7 separate regions of the Mus musculus genome follow, and regions 2, 3, 4, 5, 6 and 7 are each linked to region 1. A link is a contact called in public HiCAR-type and promoter capture Hi-C data. All regions are on one chromosome and are shown on one strand. Each heading gives the region's core, a stretch centred on a gene start, on an enhancer-like site or on the middle of the called end of the contact. The rest is flanking DNA. Distances are from core to core; before and after follow the strand shown.

Region 1 (2,735 bases), core at 145-2,644:
GCTTCAGCTCTTCTGTACTTCTTCCTTCCTACAGGCAAAAACACAGGCTGAGACCTATAGTTCCATCAAATTCTTTCTTTCCCTTCTTGACATTGTCCCCCAAACCCTCATTTTGCAGAAACACTAGGTCTGTGGAGTAGGTTGTGATTCTGGGGTCTCTTCAATGACCCCGGTACCTCATGAACCCCTGCTTAGCATGGTTGTGCTACCATCCAGGAGAATGTTGATGGAACCAAATTAAATATTTACTGTACGTTGTGGTGTTGTCTTCATCTACAAGGAATCTCAGTAGTTGTCTAAGGCAGGGCAGCTTCCAGTTGGCTGAGGGTTACACTGGCTTTGATCTCTTAGGGAGACCGTCTTCATCTTCGTCCCAGAGCAAGAAAAGGAGCTGTTTCGGCGCCACAAGGTATTCAATGTTCATGTTTGCAGACAACCAGAATTTACTCCAGAAATGCCAGGCATAGGAAACATCTGAAGCTTACAGGTACTGCACTAGAGTCTTGGGGGAAAATAAAAAATCAAAACAAAACAAAACAGTGAAGCAGGAAGCAGGTGTAATATAGGATTATGCCCCTGCCTCAGTTCCTTTCTGGGTGTAGTGACTCCGATAGTATCAAGAAGTTAGAGTGGGGGGGGGGGGCGGTGGTGGCACACGCCTTTAATCCCATCACTTGGGAGGCAGAGGCAGGCAGATTTCTGAGTTGGAGGCCAGCCTGGTCTACAAAGTGAGTTCCAGGACAGCCAGGGCTATACGGAGAAACCCTGTCTCAAAAAACAAAAACAAGGGCTGGTGAGATGGCTCAGTGGGTAAGAGCACCCGACTGCTCTTCTGAAGGTCCAGAGTTCAAATCCCAGCAACCACATGGTGGCTCACAACCATCCGTAAAGAGATCTGACTCCCTCTTCTGGAGTGTCTGAAGACAGCTACAATGTACTTACATATAATAAATAAATAAATCTAAAAAAAACAAAACAAAAATTTAAAGAAGAGTCAGGCATGGTGACACCTGCCTAAGTCCAGCGAGTCCAATGCAGGCGGATCGTAGTGACCAGCCTGATCTATATAGCGTTCAAGACCCGCAAGTGTGCTATGTAGTGAGGCCCTGAACAAAGTCAGAAGACAAAATCCACTCCTGTTCAAATGATAGCACAGCGACACTTGTGCTTTCTTGAGATACCACAAACTCACTCGAGTGAGTCGGCGGAGGGCCCACTAATTCACACTCCGGTGAAGGGGCACGAAGCACAGACTTGGACATTATCGCCCCAGTTTCCCAACTTAATAGAACTAGACTCGCCCCTTCCTTGCTTCCCAAGCTGCATCTGGCCTTCGTGTCTCACTTCCGGCCTGTGGCTCTCTTCTTCCGCTTCTCTATGGTCGCGAGCCGGAAGTGGCTACCCGGCTGGAAGGCGTGAGGAGCATTCTGGTGAGCGAGGGTAGAGGGCTGCTGGCTGGGGCTGCAGGTCCTCGCTGGGCGATCCGGGCTTGATGTGCAGACGGCACGGAGCGTGTCCGCGGGCTGGGGTCCTCACCTGTCGGGGTCCCCCAGGCTCGTGGCGGTTTTCTAGGAACTAACCGGAGCAGCATCCTCTGTCCCCATTGTAGTCTCCCGAGAGTGCTGCTGCTGGTGGTGACCCTCGTCGATGGTCCTCTTGGGCGTGTGGCAAACGCTCCTGGGTGGCGGTTGGCTTTCCCGGGTTTTCCGTGCCACCCTTGTGGGTTTTGTCAGATGAGTCCGCCACTCGTTTACCTGTCACCGGCAGCCTCCTGCGGTCCTCTGAGAGAGGCGTTACCATCGTCGCGCCGCACCAGACTCCAAGGAGTCGCAGAAAAGAGCTTTTATTGCTGGAGCAGAAAGGCTGAGAGCGCGAAGTGCGGACGTTACAAGGGCAAAGAAGCTTGGCTTGGCTTTTCTTTATGTTGTCCGCTCTATTTCCTAGCTAGCTGGCTGGACTTAGTGTATTTGCTTCATTAAATATTTTGCTTATCTTAATTTCTAAGAAAAGGAAAACAAGAATTTTTTTTCTTAAGTTATACTGCAAAGGGCTCGGGCAGTAAGAAGAGGTGCCACCTGCTCCGTTTTAATGAAGATTTTAAATGCAGTCACTATAGTCCTGTCTGTCTGGCAGCTTCTGTAGTCCAGGTTGGCTTCACATTGGTAAAGATCCCTCTGCCTCAGTCACTCAAGCTCTGTGATTCCTGATATTTACCACTATCCTGTCTCACAGCCCATCCGCCCCTCCCCCCTTTTTTCTTGGAGACGAGATTTTATTATGTAGCCCAAACTGACTTTTGAACACATTATATAGCAAAAGCTGATCTGGAACATCTCGTCAGCCAGCTCTCAGTCTGACCTGTTCTCATTGCAGGCATGTCCCGCCACACAGTTTTATGCAGTCCAGGAGATCAAACACAGGCGTTTGAGTATGCTAGGCCAGCACTCTACCAGCTGAGTAATATTCCCAACTTCACAGTCACTTTTTAAACCTATAGTTACTTTGGTAGAAGAAAACTTGGGTCTGGTCTGCATGCCATAAATAGGAAATGGCTTCCACTTGTCTTATGATATTGATATAACTGCATAGTATACATAGTATGATGAAAACATTTATTAATAAATTCTGTCTTGGTTTCCTTGTCTAAGATTCTGAGAGAGAATCCATTTCTTTTTAAATTATTTTTATTTTATGTACATCGGTGTTTTGCCTGCGTGCGTGTCCGTGTGAGGTGT
Region 2 (2,735 bases), core at 132-2,631, 1.6 Mb after region 1:
GTCTAGGCGGGACCAGATCCGGAAGGGGACTCGCCCTGCCCCACCCAAATCATAGCGTGGTGATTTGCTAGTCTTTGCAACCCCAGCCATGGCCACCGTCCCTCTCCAGCACATCTCAAACTCCTCCACCCTTCCGTTTACTAACCATATTAGAAGCAGGAACCTAGGGCTGTACCTCTCTTGGGTTTTGTGCTCTGGGAGGAGTACTAGCCTCCTTGGGGCCCCAACTGTCCTCTCGGTGTGTGGGGCCCGCTCAACCCCAGGCAGGCCTCTTCAGGGTTCCTCTTTCTCTGCCCCCTCTGACAAGTCACGCCCTGGGACTACAAGTTTTGTGACCTGCAGCCACTGTCTTCCTCGGCTCAGCATACAAAGCATGGAGGGCATGCTTGTGAGCTTGCTTTTCGAGAGAATGAGGCAGTCTAACAAAGCATTGAACTCATTTCCTGGATAAAGCTCTCCATGTGGCAGCCTAGGACCTCCATCTCTGCACCTAGTGAGATTCCTGGTCCCCAGTTGCTCTCTAAGGAGCTTCCTAGCACACAACAATCCTCCCTAGGAGGTGTGTATGAAGTCCAGCCGCACACAAGGCCATTTAACATGCTGTGCTTCTAGCTCCTGGACCCCTCCCTGCTTTTTTCAGTGAGAAAGCAGGCTGCACTGTCAATTCTCCTAGTCCTAGCCTGTGACCCCTCCCATGAACAACTCCCAACCCAGAACATCATATCAGCATCATATCAGCTTGCTTCGATTATTGCGATTCTGGGGTGGAGGGCACTTCATTTTGGAGTTCCTAAGGAAACTCAAGTCGGGTCACACATGGGACCCAGGGGGAAAGCATCAGCAGGTGACAGAGAGGAGATGCAGTACATTCCTGGTCCCCATGCCTTTGCCTGTCTTCCTCAGGACTCTGGGCTTGTCAACCAGGGTGTTGTGAGGGTGGCTGGGCAGCTCCATTCCTGACAGCTGGTTACTTTCTGAGTGGCCATTATCTCCTGGAGATGCTATCATTTCAGCCTGTATTGTCTAGGTATGTGTAGCCTTGTCCCCATTCCTGACGATGGGACCAGGGTACCTTCAGGGCTTCTCTCAGGTCTGTGTGGATGATAAGGGAGGAAAGGAAGGAAAGAAGCCCAGTACCGCATCCCCACCCCCACCTCACATCTACCTGAGCTCTAGGTTCTTCATGAAGTCCTCCATGGTCAGTTGATCCAAAAGCACGAAGTCTGGTTTCCCATACTCAGGGCCTTCTTCGTCCTCCATCCTGCCCACTGCAAGCATCCAAGGCAGGTCGCCAGAGCTTTCTGTACAGAGGTGAAGGGGAAGGCAGAAAGGGGAGGCCCAGCCCTGCCTGACTACTGCAGTACTTCAGTAAAGTAGGAAGTGGGTTCTGCCCGGGGAGTTTGGCCCTGCCCATTGCTACTCCCCTGCCTTGGTGCTTCAGACACTGCTTCCTGCTCCCTGGCCCACAAGGTCCATGCCTAACTGTCTGTCCTGATGGGGTCTTTACTGGCTTCCTTAAAGCTCTTCCCAAGCTAGGTTTGGCCATACCTGTCTGTAATCCCAAGCACTCCAAAGATTACGGGCAGGCTGGAATTCTCCCTCCCCTTGTCTGTCTGTCTTCCTTCCTTCCTTTGCTCCCTCCCTCTTTCCGTCTCTCTCTCTCTCTCTCTCTCTCTCTCTCTCTTTCTTTCTTTCTTTCTTTCTTTCTTTCTTTCTTTCTTTCTTTCTTCTATCTCTGTAGTCCAAGCTGGCCTCCCCAAAGTAGCTAGGATTATACCAGGCTCAGTAAGAAAGGATGCTTCTTCTTCTTTCTTTCTTTCTTTCTTTCTTTCTTTCTTTCTTTCTTTCTTTCTTTCTTTCTTTTTTTGGTTTTTCAAGACAGGGTTTCTCTGTGTGTCCTGGAACTCACTCTGTAGACCAGGCCAGCCTTGAACTCAGAAATCTACTTGCCTCTGCCTCCCAAGTGCTGGGATTAAAGGCATGTGCCACCACGCCTGGCAGGATGCTTCTTTTAAAACGTTTTAAACATCTATTTTGTGTACAAGTGCTTTGTCTACATGTATAAGTGCACCATATGCATGCTGGGTGTCTGCAGAGGGCTAGAGGGCTGGGTGGCCGTAAACTGCAGACCTTTGCAGGAGCAGTCAGTGCTCTTAACTTCTGAGCCATCTCTCTAGCCCAATAGATATTTCTTTTATTATTATTATTTTGGTTTTTTTTTTTTTTTTTTTTGGTTTTTCGAGACAGGGTTTCTCTGTATAGCCCTGGCTGTCCTGGAACTCACTTTGTAGACCAGGCTCCAGGCTTGCCTCGAACTCAGAAATCGGCCTGCCTCTGCCTCCCAAGTGCTGGGATTAAAGGCGTGCCAACAGATATTTCTTGGCCTCTCGTGGTTACCCAGCTGAACATCGCTGCCCCAGAGCTCAACATCAGCCAGGGGTGGCCACAATAGAGTTTAAACCATAAAGACTTCCTGCCTGACCCAGCAGATGAGGCAGTGGTGGGGACTCGGCACCCTGCGATTCCTCCCCACAGTGACAAGGGAGCGGAAGAGTACACTCTCCAGCCCTCTAGTGGGCTAGCCTTTGGTAGGACCCTCTTGCATATGCTCAGCTTCGTTCTCTCATCCAGCCTCTGAGATAAAACCATTAACTCTTGGAGCTCTGGGGCCTCATCTTAGCTCTCACAGGTCTTGGCTTATGGTTGAGCTTGTAGATTAGTGGTACATTGAAAAA
Region 3 (2,735 bases), core at 101-2,600, 1.6 Mb before region 1:
GAGCTCCACCTAAGAATTATTTTTTATCCTTAGACGCCCACAATAGAGGTGAAGGTGAACAAACTGTCTATTGAAATACTGCTTCAGGGGAAGACCAAATGGCTCATATTCACGAGCATCCAGCAAACTGCAGACTGAAGAGGATACAGGCAACTAAGTATTTTTTAAAAAGAAAAACCAAGCCTGGCTAATGTCAGCACTCTGGAGGCAGAGGCAGATCTGTCTGAGTTCAAGGCCAGCGTGATCTACACAATGGGATCCCTGACATCCAGAAGTATGTAGCAAGACCCTGTCTCCAAACAAAGGAGAGAGGTAGAGGGAGGGAGAGAGGGAAAAAATCCAGGGCCAGATAGACACACTCAAGTGCACTTGCTGCCAAACTTGGAAGACCTAAACTCAATCCCAGAAACCATGACTGAACAGAACGATTCCCCTAAGTAATGCTGAACACACACACACAGAAACATAAAAATAAACTGAATTCCCTCTCCCCTCTCCAGTTCATTCTCTTCACCACAAAAGAAACAAACGAGACCCAACGTGAAAGGACCCACGGTCATTCGAATTTCTATCCACAGAGGGAATTAAAATGCATCTGCTGATTCGTTTCTACGGTACCCAATCTAAAAGAAGGGTGTCACATTACGGACTTTAAAAAGCCCTGAAGGTCTCAGGGATGACGCGCCATCCAGGTACAATCTACTTACTCCCAGATCTTACCGTCACAACCAACGGCGTGTAAAAGGGGACCACCAGTGAGTGGCAAGTGGGCAAGGAATAACGGGACAAGACCTCAAAGCCCGTGATCGGATCACGGAGTCTGGGATATAGAAGTCGTGTGGCTCAGAGAAAAAAGCAAGAAAAACAGAAATAATGTCGAGACATGCGCCGAAAACCGGAGCAAGTGCTGGGTGTGGGATGTGGGAGGTTGCGCAGAGACGGAGCTGGCGGATGGGAGCTGAGAAGCCCAGGCCCGAGGAACTGAGGGAAGGGGCTGCATGGGGACGGGGCTGCGGCAGCGCAGGTTTAGACTACGGGGGCGATGGCAGCTGGTGGCACAGGGGTGGAAGCCAGGCCCTGACGCCGCGGACGCAACACCGGAGGAGCCGCAGCGCCGCAGAAGGGCCAGGAGAGAAGCGCCGGCTGCGCCTTTTACCTCGGCTTCGATCTCCGCGATCTTCGCTAAGGTCCCGCTCATGGTGGCGGAGGGCTTAAGGCCACACCAGCCTCCACACTGGTTAGGTCCCCCTTCTCGCGCCCGCCGCGCCTCTGGCCACCACTGCAGCGCGCAAGCGCGGGATCTGCTAAGCTCGCGACACGGTTCCGCGAGAAGTCCGCGCCGACGCTCTCGGAGATGGGCGGTCTCCGCCTTCTCCGCCGACTCCTCCCTGTCCCGCCAGCCAGCGCGGTGTCATAGAGCCCGCAGTGAGGTGACCAGAGCGGTCGCTCGGGCCAACTTCCCGGAGCGCGCCGAGGGTCGCGCGCAGCTCGGCCCCACCCCGCCGGACCTGCGCTCGCCCCTTCGACTCCCGTGCCCAGCGTGCACCTAAACCCGGCGACCATCAGAGTGCGCGCAGATACTTGGAAGCTCCCTTTCTTCATCAGGACAGACCTCGGCTTCCTGGGTTGTAGAGAGACTCAGAGGGGTGGGGGGTTGTAGAGAGACTCAGAGGGGTGGGGGGCACAATTTTTGAGGGATCCTTTGTTTACCAGGAACCCTAAAGAAGGAGTGTGGCACTCAACGAGCCACAGTTAGTGGATCGAATGAGCTCTTCCAGAGAGAGCCATTACTTGGAGAAGCTATCATGTTGAAAAGTTGGAAATTATGTTAGCACAAATTAGAAGGGAATGCATAAATAAATATAAAAGCATTTTTATTGTGTAAAATAAGGTTACAGCCACTAAAGCGTAGTGTGACTGGAAGTGAGTCCCGAATTTGTCAGATGGACAAATAGAACTGTGCCTTTTATCATTATACTCTCTAGGCTGTTTGTTAGAAATACACTTAGAGAGGCATAGGGTAGTGGTACCCACCTTTAATCCCAGCACTTGGGAGGCAGGCGGATTTCTGACTTCGAGGCCAGCCTGCTCTACAGAGTGAGTTCTAGGACAGCCAGGGCTATACAGAGAAACCCTGTCTCAAAAAAAAAAAAAAAAAAAAGTACCGGAGTGTGTCTCCTGGTGGTGCTGAGACCAAGGATCTCCTGTGTTCAAGGCAACCCTCGACTACCACACACCATGCCAGAAAGTACATTCTAGGAAATGTAGATAAACCAGATGATAGAGGCGCACGCCTTTGATCCCAGTACTCAGGAAGCAGAAACAGGTAGATCTCTGAGTTCAGTTCCAGGCCAGCCTGGTCTTCAGAGCAAGTTCCAGGACAGTCAAGGCAGAGAAAGCTATCTCGAAAAACTGGGAAAAAAATAAAATAAAAAAGGGAAAAAAAGAAAAAGGGAGGTAAAAGAATGGTTCCCATAGGAAGGTTTTTCCTGTAATGCCGAGGACTCACTCATGACACTTAGATCGGGAGGATCCCCCTGAACCCTGAGGGGAGAATTGTTTATGGGTCTGATGATGAGGGACATAGAGGGACCGACCATTTGCTTTGTGTAATTGTTTAATTGGGCTTTGGACACGGGTGCATACTTTCTTTTATCTAACTGTGTAACTTTGAATGATCTAAAATTAATTATGTAGACCAGGCTGGCTTGGAACTCCCCCAGATCCACTGACTC
Region 4 (2,735 bases), core at 114-2,613, 1.5 Mb after region 1:
ACCCCCGTCATATTTTGTGTCTGAAGTTTTTTGTTTACTGGTAGGCTCTAGTTGCTCGTGTACCACTTGTTAGAGATGTCCTTCCTCCACTGAATTGCTTTGGTGTCTCTGGGAGTATTTGTGTGGCTATTTTCCCATCTCTTCTCTTTTCCATTAAGTCGTGCTTTTGTCTTGATTCCTGTTCCTATTTCCTGACATCCACATGGTTGTTCCAGACCCCACATGTCAGATCTTGGGAGGAGTTCTTCCCACCAGGTCAGCTGCCAGGATCCAGCAGGAGCAACATAGATGCCAGCCTCTGCTGCCAGTCTGGCACATTCTGTCTCCAGCTGCCTAGGCAGGACCTGGCCTGGGCTAGAATCAAGTGTAGTTGCCTCTGAGGGCCAGGGGACAGAGCCTGTGGATGAGGTGGATGAGGTTTCTCTTCCCTGGTAGCCTGGTGCTGGGTGTGAGAAGGATCTCTGGGAGCCTAAGGCTGCCCAGGCAAGGGCAAGTCACAGTCCCCTTTTCTCTCTTTCTCTTATCCGTTCTGGGGCTTTGTGTGTGTAGCCCTGCCCTGCAGAGCCTCCAGGTCTGTACTGAGCCCTGAGTGGTAAGCACAAAGAAATGTTTGTTCCAGAGCTGAGTGGGTGCTGCGATACCCCTCTCTCCCCTAGACAAGAGGCTTGTGAGTGCTGAGTGGAAGATGGAAATCACCAGATCTGATAATGGTTCAAAAGGTATGTGTGGCAATCACACAGCCCCTACCAAGAGAGGGTTTCAGACAGGAGCACCCAGGCCTTCCCAGAGGTCCCTGAGAAGTGCCCAACACATGGCTTGTGTGCCATTCTGGTGAGACCAAGCAGAGGTAGGCACGCATGTGGTCCAGGGTATATTAGGACCTGAGTGGATGAGGCACTGAGAAAGGCAAGGAGTGGGAGTCTTCTGTACCAGTCGCTGCTCTTACCTGCTGTTGCCTCCCTGTCCACCAGCCACTGCTACGGTTTTCTAAGAATGAAGCCCAGTTGGTCCCATCTTGTAGATGTGCGTTAGCATGGTCTGGCTTTGTGACTACCCCCCACACCTGCTGTGCTGTGTGTGTCACTGCCATGTTGGGAATTCACAAGTGTCACAGATGGGTCTTTGGGGGGGGGCAAGATGTCCACTTGACCATATACTTAAGGTCATATTTGTCTCAGGGGTGTGTGTGTATGTGTGTGTGTGTGTGCACCTACATGCATGCATACATGCACGCACGCGCGCGCGCGCACACACACACACACACACACACACACACACACACACACACGCCTGCTCCCCTCAAGTCGTCTGGATCAGCTTGAAGGTCCTGTGACCTGAAGCCCTTCTGCCACCCTCTTGATAGGAGAGAGCTGCCAACCAGGGGCTGGGTCAGTGCCTGTGTCCTGTGTCAGCCGTGTCGGTACAGCCACCCTAAGGCCAACCTGGTGGATGGACTGCCGTTGTACATCTGCTGCCTGACTTTTCAGCATCTGCCTCAAAGAACACTCAAGCTCTGCTCCTTCTCAGGTCTCTGGGCTCCGCAGGGTGGGGGCTACCCCTCTGACCTTCTCCAGGGCCTGCTGAGGGTTCCTGGCTTCCTATGATTTATATGGGAAAGGGAATGTGGGAAGTATTTGATATCAGAAAGCCCTTTCCAGGGTTGATCCAATGGCTTAAGATGACAGAGCCCTTGTTAGAGTTGCTTTGCACTGCATTCTGGGCTGACATTTGCCAACGCTACTACCCTGGCTTTGTCCGTGCTACCATGAGCATCTAAGCTCCTGCCTTCTCCCTCCTGTCCCGCAGCCGGAGCAGCAACTCCCGGATAAGCTCCAGCACATTGGGCCTGTAGGCTGCTCCATCACCAATGAACCCCATGAACCCCATGAAACCCGCCCTGCCCCCTGCACCACACGGGTGAGTGTGGGCTTCTGTGGCCTGCCTCTAGCAAGCCCTTGGCCTTCTGACCCTGCCTTAACCAGCTGCTCTCTTTTAGTGATGGTTCATTTGCATATGAGTCTGTGCCTTGGCAACAAAGTGCCACTCAGCCAGCTGGGTCACTGTCTGTGGTCACTACTGTGTGGGGAGTTGGCAACGCAACCCAGAGCCAGGTGAGTGTGTATCAGGGCCACCCCACTCCCACCCCCACCCCCCAGCCCTCAGGATCCAGAGTCTTGGTGGTGCCTCTACCATCTTAGGGCTCCAAGAACCAGGGACCAAGCGGACTGTCTGAAGCACAAGGATGGGGCTTCCTGAGGGTCTCAAGTCACTAGGTGCCTTTCTTCTGTACTACCATGGGATGTCTTCCCCTGGCTCCAGAGACCCTTCCAGTCAGAACTATAGACAACCACTCCTGCCACCCAGGTCCTCCCCCATTTGCTGGGCATCTCTTGGCATCTAGCACTTTAGGGCTGTGTCTTAAAGACAGTAGTTTGGCTGGTTCTCTCTGGTGACTCCCACTTCCTTGTAGGTTTTAGGGAACCCCATGGGCCCTGCAGGAAGCCCCCCTGGTGGTTCCATGATGCCTGGTGTGGCAGGTGGCAGCTCTGCCTTGACCTCCCCGCAGTGCCTGGGACAGCAGGCGTTTGCTGAAGGAGGTGCTAGCAAGAGCTACGTACAGCAAGGCGTGTATGGCCGAGGGAGCTACCCTGGGGGATCCAGCTTCACTACTGGGTAAGCCAGTGACTTGAAACCATCAGCCTGTCAGTCCTGCAGAAGGGTTGGATGTTGCCTGC
Region 5 (2,735 bases), core at 96-2,595, 1.5 Mb before region 1:
CAATTTTAAAAAAATTATTTATTTAGAGACAGGATCGTATTCTGTCGTCCAGGTTGACCTAGTTAGTACGCCACACACAGACCAAGCAATTCTCCTGGCTCTGTCTAGTCTGGGATTACAGGTGTGCAATCACCACTACCAGCCAGGAAAAAAAATTAAGGGAAGAGACAGACGAATTTCCGCTCCATGCTTTCCTTCTCCAGAGCATATTATCACCAATAAGGTCTGAAATTCCATGTTCCCGTAGTGAGGAAGTGACCCACTGGCGGCCCGGTCCTTGAATTCAGGATGGAGGAAGTGACTGTCCACCGGCCCAAAGCCAGGAAGTGGAGGCACATATTCAGTCCCTCCCCCACCCCTAAAATTCTCCCTTGGCCTTTCTAGAAAACTTTTGGAAGTCGACCCTGGTAGACCCAGAAACTGAGCCACTCACACCGGTGGCTGGGAATAAGGCGGCAGAAAGTTCATGATGCCGCGGGGCAGGAAGCTGCAAGATGATTCGTGAAGGGATTTACAGGCCCAGCTAAGCCAATTCTGAAATTTCCTTCACTCAACTCTTCCCCTCAAGGTGCGGAGCTATTAATCTGCTGGCATCAGAGACTACGCGAGGACTCAACTAGTCTCTAGGAAGACTTGAAGCTGTTCTCCACAGGAGGCAGAGGTCTTTGAGCCTCAGGAAGAACGGTCGGATGTCTTCCTATCCACATCATAAACTCCACACTCATACTCTATCTCTAGGAACCACTCCTCCCAATCCCAGAGTCCAAAGACACCTTCGAGAACTTTGGGTCTACAGAAAACCTAGAACCCAGGATAACTCGGAATCTCAAGTCCTGAACTCTGGAAGACCCTGTACTTCCCATATTTCAGAATCTCAGGTGCCTCGGCTTCCTTAGCCAGGAGACTTGCCCGGTCTGCAGATCCGAGGATCCACCTCGCGGGAATTCGCCCCACGCGCCGGCCGCAAGGAGCCCTCAGTCTTAGAACGACTGCGCTCGGACTTCCAGAGTCCCAAGACCTTCAAGTCCCGAGGGAACCATTGTGTTCGATCCTCCCCACCCTGCCAGGCTCTCGCTGAGGATTCCGGACCCAAGAAAAACCAGACAGCCAGAAACCCGCGAGCGGCGGGCTGGACGGAATGGGCCCTTCTTACCCGCCAGCGCCGCCATGGTCCAGGGCGCGGACAACACAGGAAGGACCACCCGGCAGCAGCGCCTCAGGTCCGCGCCCGCCTGCGGTCTAGAGAAGAGGCTGTCTCTGCCCCTGCAGCCGGAAGGATGCACCGCCTACGGCGCCCTGGGAGGACCAAACCGCACCTGGCACGGGGACCCGCCCCGGAGCCCCTCCCACTTAGGTTAACGACCCGCCCTGCCCCGTCCCGCCTCCCGCGCGAACTCTGCCGCATCTCTGGCGCCTGCTGGCGACTGGCGACCTCTAGAGGCGTTCGGATTGACCAGGGTGATTCAGTTTAGGCTGGAGGTCGCAACACAGGGGACCCTCGGCGCTCAGGTTAGTCCAGTTGCCCTTCTACACTACTTGAAAATGGCTCTGCTCTTCAGGTGCAGAGCGTGGGTAGGTATCACAGGTCTTTTGACTCCCAGTTTGTAATCAGCAATGTGAACACGAAGAAGCTAAGAGAAACCACTTTTGCGTGTCAAAGGCAATATGGAAATGAGGCTCCCTAGAGCAGATTATGGAGGCCAAATACCTGGGTTCCTGGAATTTTGGGTCCAGGACTCCCACTCCTTATATAAAGTCCCTGGTTGGTCAAGTCTCATAGAAAATGGCGTAAACTTTGTCTATAATCCACGCACAATCTTCATATGCTTTATTTTTTCTTTTGTTTTGCCACAGGGTCTTGAAATGCAGCCAGACTGATATTGAACTTGCCAGCCTCTTGCCTCAGCTTCTTGAGTGCTGAGATATTCTTGTTTTAAATCATCTCTAGATTGTTTATTTAAAAAAAAAAACCAAAATCTAGATGTTCTAACATAGTTATCTTATTCTGTGACTAAAATCAAGAAAGAACCGGACAGTGGTGGCACACGCCTTTAATCCCAGCACTTGGGAGGCAGAGGGAGGTGGATTTCTGAGTTCGAGGCCAGCCTGGACTACAGAGTGAGTTCCAGGACAGCCGGGGCTATACAGAGAAACCGTCTAAAAAAAAAAAAAAAAAAAAAAAAAGACGCAGCACTCTCAGCTCCTTCTCCATCGCCATGTCTACCTGTATTCTGCCATGCTTCTGGCCGGGATGATAGTGAACTAAACTTCTGAACCTGTAAGCCAGCCCCAAATAAATGTTGTCCTTTGTAAGAGTTGCTGTGGTCATAGTGTCTCTTCCCAGCATTAGAACCCTAACTATGACACTCGGTTTTAGACAATTGTTACTTCCCTCCATCAGATTTATGTACATGGGAAAAGAGTCCAGAGGATCAGGAAATGGGTAGGAATGGAGCCCAAGGAAACCAATCCTGCCTCCAACTCTCCCATCAGCTGCCTCTGGCTCTACTACTTAGGTAAACAAAACAGCACAATTCTCTGTCTTCCTGCATGGCCTTTTGTTAACAAAAGTGGCTGCTAGTTAGATGTTTCTTCCGTGGCGCCTTCATATGACCTAGGGTGCACAAGTGCTAGGGAGGGGGCTGTACCTGACTTCCTTCCTGGGAACTCACTTGAGCTGCTGGCTTCCCTCTGAGGAGATATCTGATGCGTAGGGAACACTAGATTATATACTG
Region 6 (2,735 bases), core at 99-2,598, 1.4 Mb after region 1:
TCTTAGGACGATATACCCCAGGTCCATGGGAGGACAACTCACGTGTACCATTGCTGATGCTTCTGCCCTTGTACTGTGGCCTATCACTGCTACCAAAGCTTGAAGAGCTTCTGGCATACTTGTGACTACTTGTGACTTCTATTTCAGTAGAGCAAAAGGACTCTCCAGCCAGCTCATCCAGCACTGGTGCCATTTGCCATACATAGCAAGGATAAACTGACAGTCTGTATTGCTGTCCATCAAAAACTACTCTGCTAAAAAAGAGAAACAAGCGGAGAGTTAAAGGCCATGAGCATGAAGCTGGGCATGGGACTTATAGCTATAGTCCTAGCACCTGGTATATGCAGGTAAAAGAAACAGAGCAAGGTCAGCCTACATTATGAAATTGAATCCAGCCTCAGCTACATGCCATTGTCTCAAACAACAACAACAAAAGACATGAGTATGAAATGAACCACTCTCCTTTTTGAGACCTGATCCAACTGTGTAGCCCAGGCTGCCCACAAGAACTCTATGTAGCCCATCTTGACCTCCCAATTGGTCAGTTTTTCTCTGTTCTGAAATTGCAGGTGTGTGCTGCAAAATCTGGCTGAATATTTTTGTTAGTTTTTTATTTTGTTTCCCAAGACAGGGTTTCTCTATGTGGCCCTGAAACTCTCTCTGTAGACCAGGCTGACCTCAAACTCAGAGATGAGCCTGCCTCTGCTTCTGAGTGCTCTGCTTTAAGGTGTGCACTCACACAGCCAGGCTCTGGCTTAACATTTTGACACGGGGAACATTTCATATTAGTGAAGTGTAACAGGTTAACTAGTGGATTTTGTCTGTTTAGAGCAGGCTCTGGAGCCAGGAAGATCCAGGGGGACCCCAGCACAGCTTCCTGTCAGAATACTAGCAGGAACACCCAAGTCGCATGACAACCAAGTCACATTAGACCTCGCTAACTAATCTTCATAAGGACTGCTGCAAAACAAGTGTTCAAAATAGTCACTCATGTTATTCAAATTATTTTGTGCAGGGATACATTTTACCAACCCAACTATTATTTAGGGCAGCTTGTTTTGGATACAAAGCCCGTGGGCCTCAAAGTCGCAGCGCTCCTGCTTCGGCCCGCCAAACGCTTCAATTATCAGACGGCATCCCACGCCCTGAATGTACCAGGTTCTTAACAAGCTTCGGAAGCGTCTCCCGTGTAACTGCTAATGACAGCCGAAAGACAGTGAGCAACAGGCTGGCTTTGGCCAGATGCAAAGTTCTGCATTGGCGCGAAGCCCGAGCGAGCGACTGAAACCCAATTCTGTGACGTCACGTCACGCCCACAGCCTGTCTTGCAGGCCGCTCCTCTGGGGCCGGGCTACGCGTTGACGCCACACGCCGGGGCGGGGCTGAGAGTTTGGAGCCCGGAGTGGTGTCGGCGCTTCACTCGGGTGGAGCTGAACGGGAGACAGGTAACCTTGTGCGGCAGACGGGCTCCGTCCAGGGCTGGGAGGCTCGGCGCTTGACACCCGGAGCTCGCGGCCGAGGGTGAGGCCTATGCGTCCTTGCTTCCGGAGTGCCTGAGTGACGGGCGTGAAGCCGGACAGAGCCGGGCTGGCGGAGGGCGGCGATGGTGGGCGGGGGACGAGACCTGACGGACAGACGTTATAGCCAATGGCGTGGCAGGGTCCTCCAGGCGGGCGGAGATTGGCGGACGCGGACTTGCGCCGGGGGTCGGGGGGCCGAGCGCTATTGGCTCTGGCGGCGGAGCCGCGAAGGTGGCGGGCTAGGGAGTAGGTGGCCTGGCGGCCCGGGAGAGCCCCAAGGTCGCGGCGTGTCACGTGGACCGGTCGCTCCCTCTGGCCCGCGCGCGTTCTTTTGTCCTGCGTGCGCTGACCCCAGCAGGCCGCCGTCCTTGTGTTCGCCGTGCCCGGACACGGCGCTGACCTTGGTGCCTGCGGCAGCCCCACCTGCCGGTATGAGGTAAACCAGGCTGTCGGCCAAGGTGACACTGGTTTCCCTAGAAACACCATCCACGCACCGCTTTCCTCGCGAGAGTGTGTGACAGATGTGAGTTATACCCAGAGTGACTGGGAAGCCTGCTACTGTGCCCTCGCATGAGTTACCAGATCATGTTTCTTTTGCCCACCGAGCAGTGTGCCAGTCTCTGAAGTGACAGGTTCGGCAAGAATCCTCACGTGGATACCATGTAAAGACAGGAGAGCGGAGTGTAGGGCATTTGAGTATCTACACGGTGAAGGAGCAGGGTGAGGTGTGGAAAAGGGATTAAAGGTAATGAGAAGTGACGGGCTAGGTGTTGTGCGCATGCGTAACTCAACTTCCTGACTGTAAGATCAGAAAATGGCGGCGTTAAGCATCATTGGAGGGTGGAGTTTTAGATCCTTGACGTCAAAAGGTCACTCAAGGAACACCTCTACAGGCCCAAGTGGGGTCAGTGGGGTCAACCTGTATTCGATGGAGGTCTCTACGTCCGTAAGTGTTATCTGTATATAGTGAAGCTATTGCGAATGTGCAACTGGTCTTCATCACCCTAAGTAGAAGCGTGTAACTAAAAATAGAAGTAAAAATTTCCCCCAGCTTTTCTGTGGATTTCATTGCCCTTACAGGCCCTACTTGTGTCTGTGTATCCTGTGCTCTGACATTGAGCAGAGGACACCGTTGGAGTTCCTCTGTTTGTCTGATCCTCTAGCCTTGCCCTTGAAGGTGGAACCAGGTAGATTAGTAGGTGGCGTTAGGAAAGT
Region 7 (2,735 bases), core at 118-2,617, 1.4 Mb before region 1:
ACTTAGGGCATCAGACTTGGCAGCAAGTGCCTATAGTCATGGAACTATCTGCTGATGGTTCTCCCCGCCCCATTTTTAATGCGCATTTTAAAAGTGGTGGAATAAGCCCAGAAAGGTAAAAATACCTTGGATCACAAGCAGCGTTGGCTCAGTGTTGACAAGGTTCTCTGAATCCTGTGGGAAAGGGCACAGCGTGTTCTTGCTGTCTGCCAGGGATTGGTTCCAGGGCACACTTCCATACCAAAACTCGAAATATGAGGATGCTCAAATCCATAGATAAAATGGCTTAGTATTTTCCTAAAGCCCGTGTGGCCTGATCTTGTACTTTCTATCATTTCTAGATAATTTATAACACCTAATACAATACAGATGCTATAAATAGTTGTAATGCTCTATTGGTTGGAATAACAACAAGAAAAGAGTCTGTACATGTTCAGTACAGAGGCAGTTTTTACTTCCTAATATTTCCAACTTGAGACTGGTTAAATCCAGGGTGACAAAAAACTGATTGTACTTGCTGTGTCTGCTGAAGGCATGAGGACATGGAGTGCCACCTGTTTCCTCCTTGGTCCAGGGAGATGATCCACAGAGGTGTTTGGGGCTCAAATCCAGATCTATGAATTGGCCTATTTTACATTTCTGAAACAGTTCCTAATCTGCAAAACGGAGTTCATTGCTGGAGGGGGCCGTTGTGATGAGGAAGGGGAAGAGCTAATAATGGAAGGTAACACAGCCAGAGTCTGTCCTAATCACCCTGCCCTCAGGAGGTTGAGTGAAGAGTATTGCTTTGAGTTCAAGGACAGTAGGAGATTGGTGTGTACCATCTCTGACCAGATACTGTTCTAATGAGATGCATTGTGTATATTAACCCTCCCAGCCTTTTCTAGGTAAAAAAGGATAGGTAGTATTCCTTTGTAAGAATTTATATTTATTATTATTATTATATGTGTGTGTGCACCGCGTGTGCCTGTACAGGCACGGACATGCCATGGTGAGCGGTTGGGGACGCCTGTGGAGGACAGAGCACAACTTGTGGGAATTGCTGTTTTTCTTTCACTTTTTTTTAGGTTTCAGGGATAAAACTCAGGAGTCAGGCTGTCATAACAAGCGCTTTTACCCTCTGAGCTTTCTTGAGCGGGGCGTAGGTAATGGTCCTCGCTTACAACGTGTGCTTTGGGGAATTGAAGCTTTGATCGGAATTTCGTTCAAAGACATCAAAAGCGTATAAAGGAGATCTCCTAGGTTCCTGCTTCCTTATCTTAACTCTCTGACCCAGAAATCCTTGTGTCCATCTGCGAACCTCCTGCGCCCTCTGGTGACGCGAAGTAGTGCTGTCTCCTGGCATCCTGCGGGAGCGTTTCACACTTAGTGGGCAAATGCAATATGGAGATTGTGAGAACTGGGAACATGAAGTCTGGAGGACCAGAGAGTAGCTGAGACAGGGATGGGGGTTAGTGGGAGGCAACCACCCGATTTGGGTGGGATGTCAGTGGGGCTGTTTCTAGCTCTGGGGGCGTGGTTTATGGCTGGGCGGAGCTTTTGGCTTGGGCGGGGCCAGCTTGCGGGCCAGACGTGGCGCAGCGGCCGAGTTTGGGTGCAGCCTGCGGAACGTCTCCTGCCAGGCACAGATGAGCATCCTACTGTCGCCGCCGTCGCTGCTGCTGCTTCTTGCAGCCCTTGTGGCTCCAGCCACCTCCACCACCAACTACCGACCGGATTGGAACCGTCTTCGAGGCCTGGCCAGGGGGCGGGTGGAGGTGAGTGCGCCTTTTCCCAACCTTAGTACGACAGTTCCACAACCTTGCTGCCCCTTATCCCAAGAATATAGTCCGGCCTCAGGAATACCAGAATTCCCGAAACACCCCCCCCCCCTTTCCCTCCTGCACGGCCCGGGAATCATTCCTTTTATTTCCCAGCCGCATGATGAACAGCATCTACTGTGGAAGTAAGAAGTCTCGTCCTTGTGGCCTGGCACTCTGAACCCTTGCCTCTGCTCCAGGCTTGGCCCTACCGTGGGTCTCTGGCTATAATTTTTTGAAAACTGGCCCCTTAGAACCCACCTTCTCTAAGGATAACCTCACCTTTCCCCATTATTTCTCCCCCCACCCAGACTTAGTGCCTGGCATTCCAGAATCTCTTTTCTTCTGGTGGGGAGAAAAGACCTAAGCTCCTCCCCTCACTGTACTCTGCTGGAGCTGGAGGAGAGGATAGGGAAATGAGATACCAACAGTCCACAGCCACCCTGGACCACCACCACCTGCCGGCCAAAGGACTCCCCTGGAGTCTTCCTAAGTGATTCCTATGTTTGCAGACTCTTCATGGGCCTTAGCTGGTTTATTTTTAATTTAAAAAAAAATTAACAAAAGGAAGTGTAAGGGAGGCCTGAAATAGGGAGGTCTGGACTTCCTGTTGGGCTGCGGCCTCCCATCAGGAATAGAGAAGGACCATCCATACTCCCAAGTTAGGGAAGATCAGCCAGATGGTTCCTGAAGCTGAACCACAGGTGGCTGGCAGGGCTGCCTCTGCATGGGGTGGGGTAGGGACCAGATGGCAGGTGCCTCTAACAGGGCCCTTAGGGTAGTTCTGAGCTGTTCCCTTCTAGTCTGACTTTCGTCTCAAGGGCCAAAGGCCAGGGTTAGAATTCTACCGACAACAGGGAGAATGCCGTAACCCATGTCTCCTGGGCATTGGTCAGCTATCAATAACATGCAGACAGGGACCCATGGCTGGTTTCT

Evidence for each region. Promoter capture Hi-C pulls out the DNA fragments that hold promoters and counts their contacts. HiCAR-type assays count read pairs that join an accessible place to other places.
Region 2: a contact with region 1 is called in a promoter capture Hi-C map of pre-B cells, with 2.6 times the contacts expected there. The contact joins the promoter of Myo1g here to the promoter of Thoc5 in region 1.
Region 3: a HiCAR-type map of astrocytes shows a contact between it and region 1, with 9 times the contacts expected there. The contact joins the promoter of Drg1 here to the promoter of Thoc5 in region 1. A contact is called at or near these places in 1 of 39 promoter capture datasets (embryonic stem cells) and 1 of 115 datasets of contacts at active chromatin or transcription factors (astrocytes).
Region 4: a promoter capture Hi-C map of pre-B cells shows a contact between it and region 1, with 4 times the contacts expected there. The contact joins the promoter of Zmiz2 here to the promoter of Thoc5 in region 1. A contact is called at or near these places in 3 of 39 promoter capture datasets (cranial neural crest, liver and pre-B cells).
Region 5: a contact with region 1 is called in a promoter capture Hi-C map of liver, with 4 times the contacts expected there. The contact joins the promoter of Limk2 here to the promoter of Thoc5 in region 1. A contact is called at or near these places in 2 of 39 promoter capture datasets (embryonic stem cells and liver), 1 of 115 datasets of contacts at active chromatin or transcription factors (pancreatic cancer cells) and 1 of 9 other capture datasets (adipose tissue).
Region 6: a promoter capture Hi-C map of pre-B cells shows a contact between it and region 1, with 8 times the contacts expected there. The contact joins the promoter of Ogdh here to the promoter of Thoc5 in region 1. A contact is called at or near these places in 6 of 39 promoter capture datasets (the 3T3-L1 cell line, the C10 cell line, hippocampal neurons and 2 more), 1 of 484 Hi-C or Micro-C datasets (B cells) and 1 of 9 other capture datasets (liver).
Region 7: a promoter capture Hi-C map of liver shows a contact between it and region 1, with 3 times the contacts expected there. The contact joins the promoter of Selenom here to the promoter of Thoc5 in region 1. A contact is called at or near these places in 5 of 39 promoter capture datasets (the C10 cell line, embryonic stem cells, hippocampal neurons and 2 more).

What each region holds. Positions count from the first base shown.
Region 1 is chr11:4,893,949-4,896,683 of GRCm38.p6, forward strand. It overlaps Thoc5 (THO complex 5), which reads left to right and starts at 1,395. Exons shown (of 20, transcript NM_172438.3): 1 at 1,395-1,430. It overlaps Nipsnap1 (nipsnap homolog 1), which reads left to right. Exons shown (of 10, transcript NM_008698.3): 10 at 1-253.
Region 2 is chr11:6,519,577-6,522,311 of GRCm38.p6, forward strand. It overlaps Myo1g (myosin IG), which reads right to left and starts at 1,382. Exons shown (of 22, transcript NM_178440.4): 1 at 1,166-1,382. The coding sequence starts at 1,278.
Region 3 is chr11:3,265,113-3,267,847 of GRCm38.p6, forward strand. Drg1 (developmentally regulated GTP binding protein 1) reads right to left here and starts at 1,351. Exons shown (of 9, transcript NM_007879.2): 1 at 1,157-1,351. The coding sequence starts at 1,198.
Region 4 is chr11:6,393,762-6,396,496 of GRCm38.p6, forward strand. It overlaps Zmiz2 (zinc finger, MIZ-type containing 2), which reads left to right and starts at 1,364. Exons shown (of 19, transcript NM_028601.3): 1 at 1,364-1,527; 2 at 1,807-1,917; 3 at 1,997-2,111; 4 at 2,471-2,673. The coding sequence starts at 1,868.
Region 5 is chr11:3,407,893-3,410,627 of GRCm38.p6, forward strand. It overlaps Limk2 (LIM motif-containing protein kinase 2), which reads right to left and starts at 1,346. Exons shown (of 16, transcript NM_010718.4): 1 at 1,154-1,346. The coding sequence starts at 1,169. It overlaps Gm51879 (a long non-coding RNA gene), which reads left to right. Exons shown (of 2, transcript XR_003949624.1): 1 at 1-1,509; 2 at 1,855-2,735.
Region 6 is chr11:6,290,249-6,292,983 of GRCm38.p6, forward strand. It overlaps Ogdh (oxoglutarate (alpha-ketoglutarate) dehydrogenase (lipoamide)), which reads left to right and starts at 1,349. Exons shown (of 23, transcript NM_010956.4): 1 at 1,349-1,445. It overlaps Gm46270 (predicted gene, 46270), which reads right to left and starts at 2,015. Exons shown (of 1, transcript NR_168687.1): 1 at 1-2,015.
Region 7 is chr11:3,513,317-3,516,051 of GRCm38.p6, forward strand. It overlaps Selenom (selenoprotein M), which reads left to right and starts at 1,368. Exons shown (of 5, transcript NM_053267.3): 1 at 1,368-1,757. The coding sequence starts at 1,629.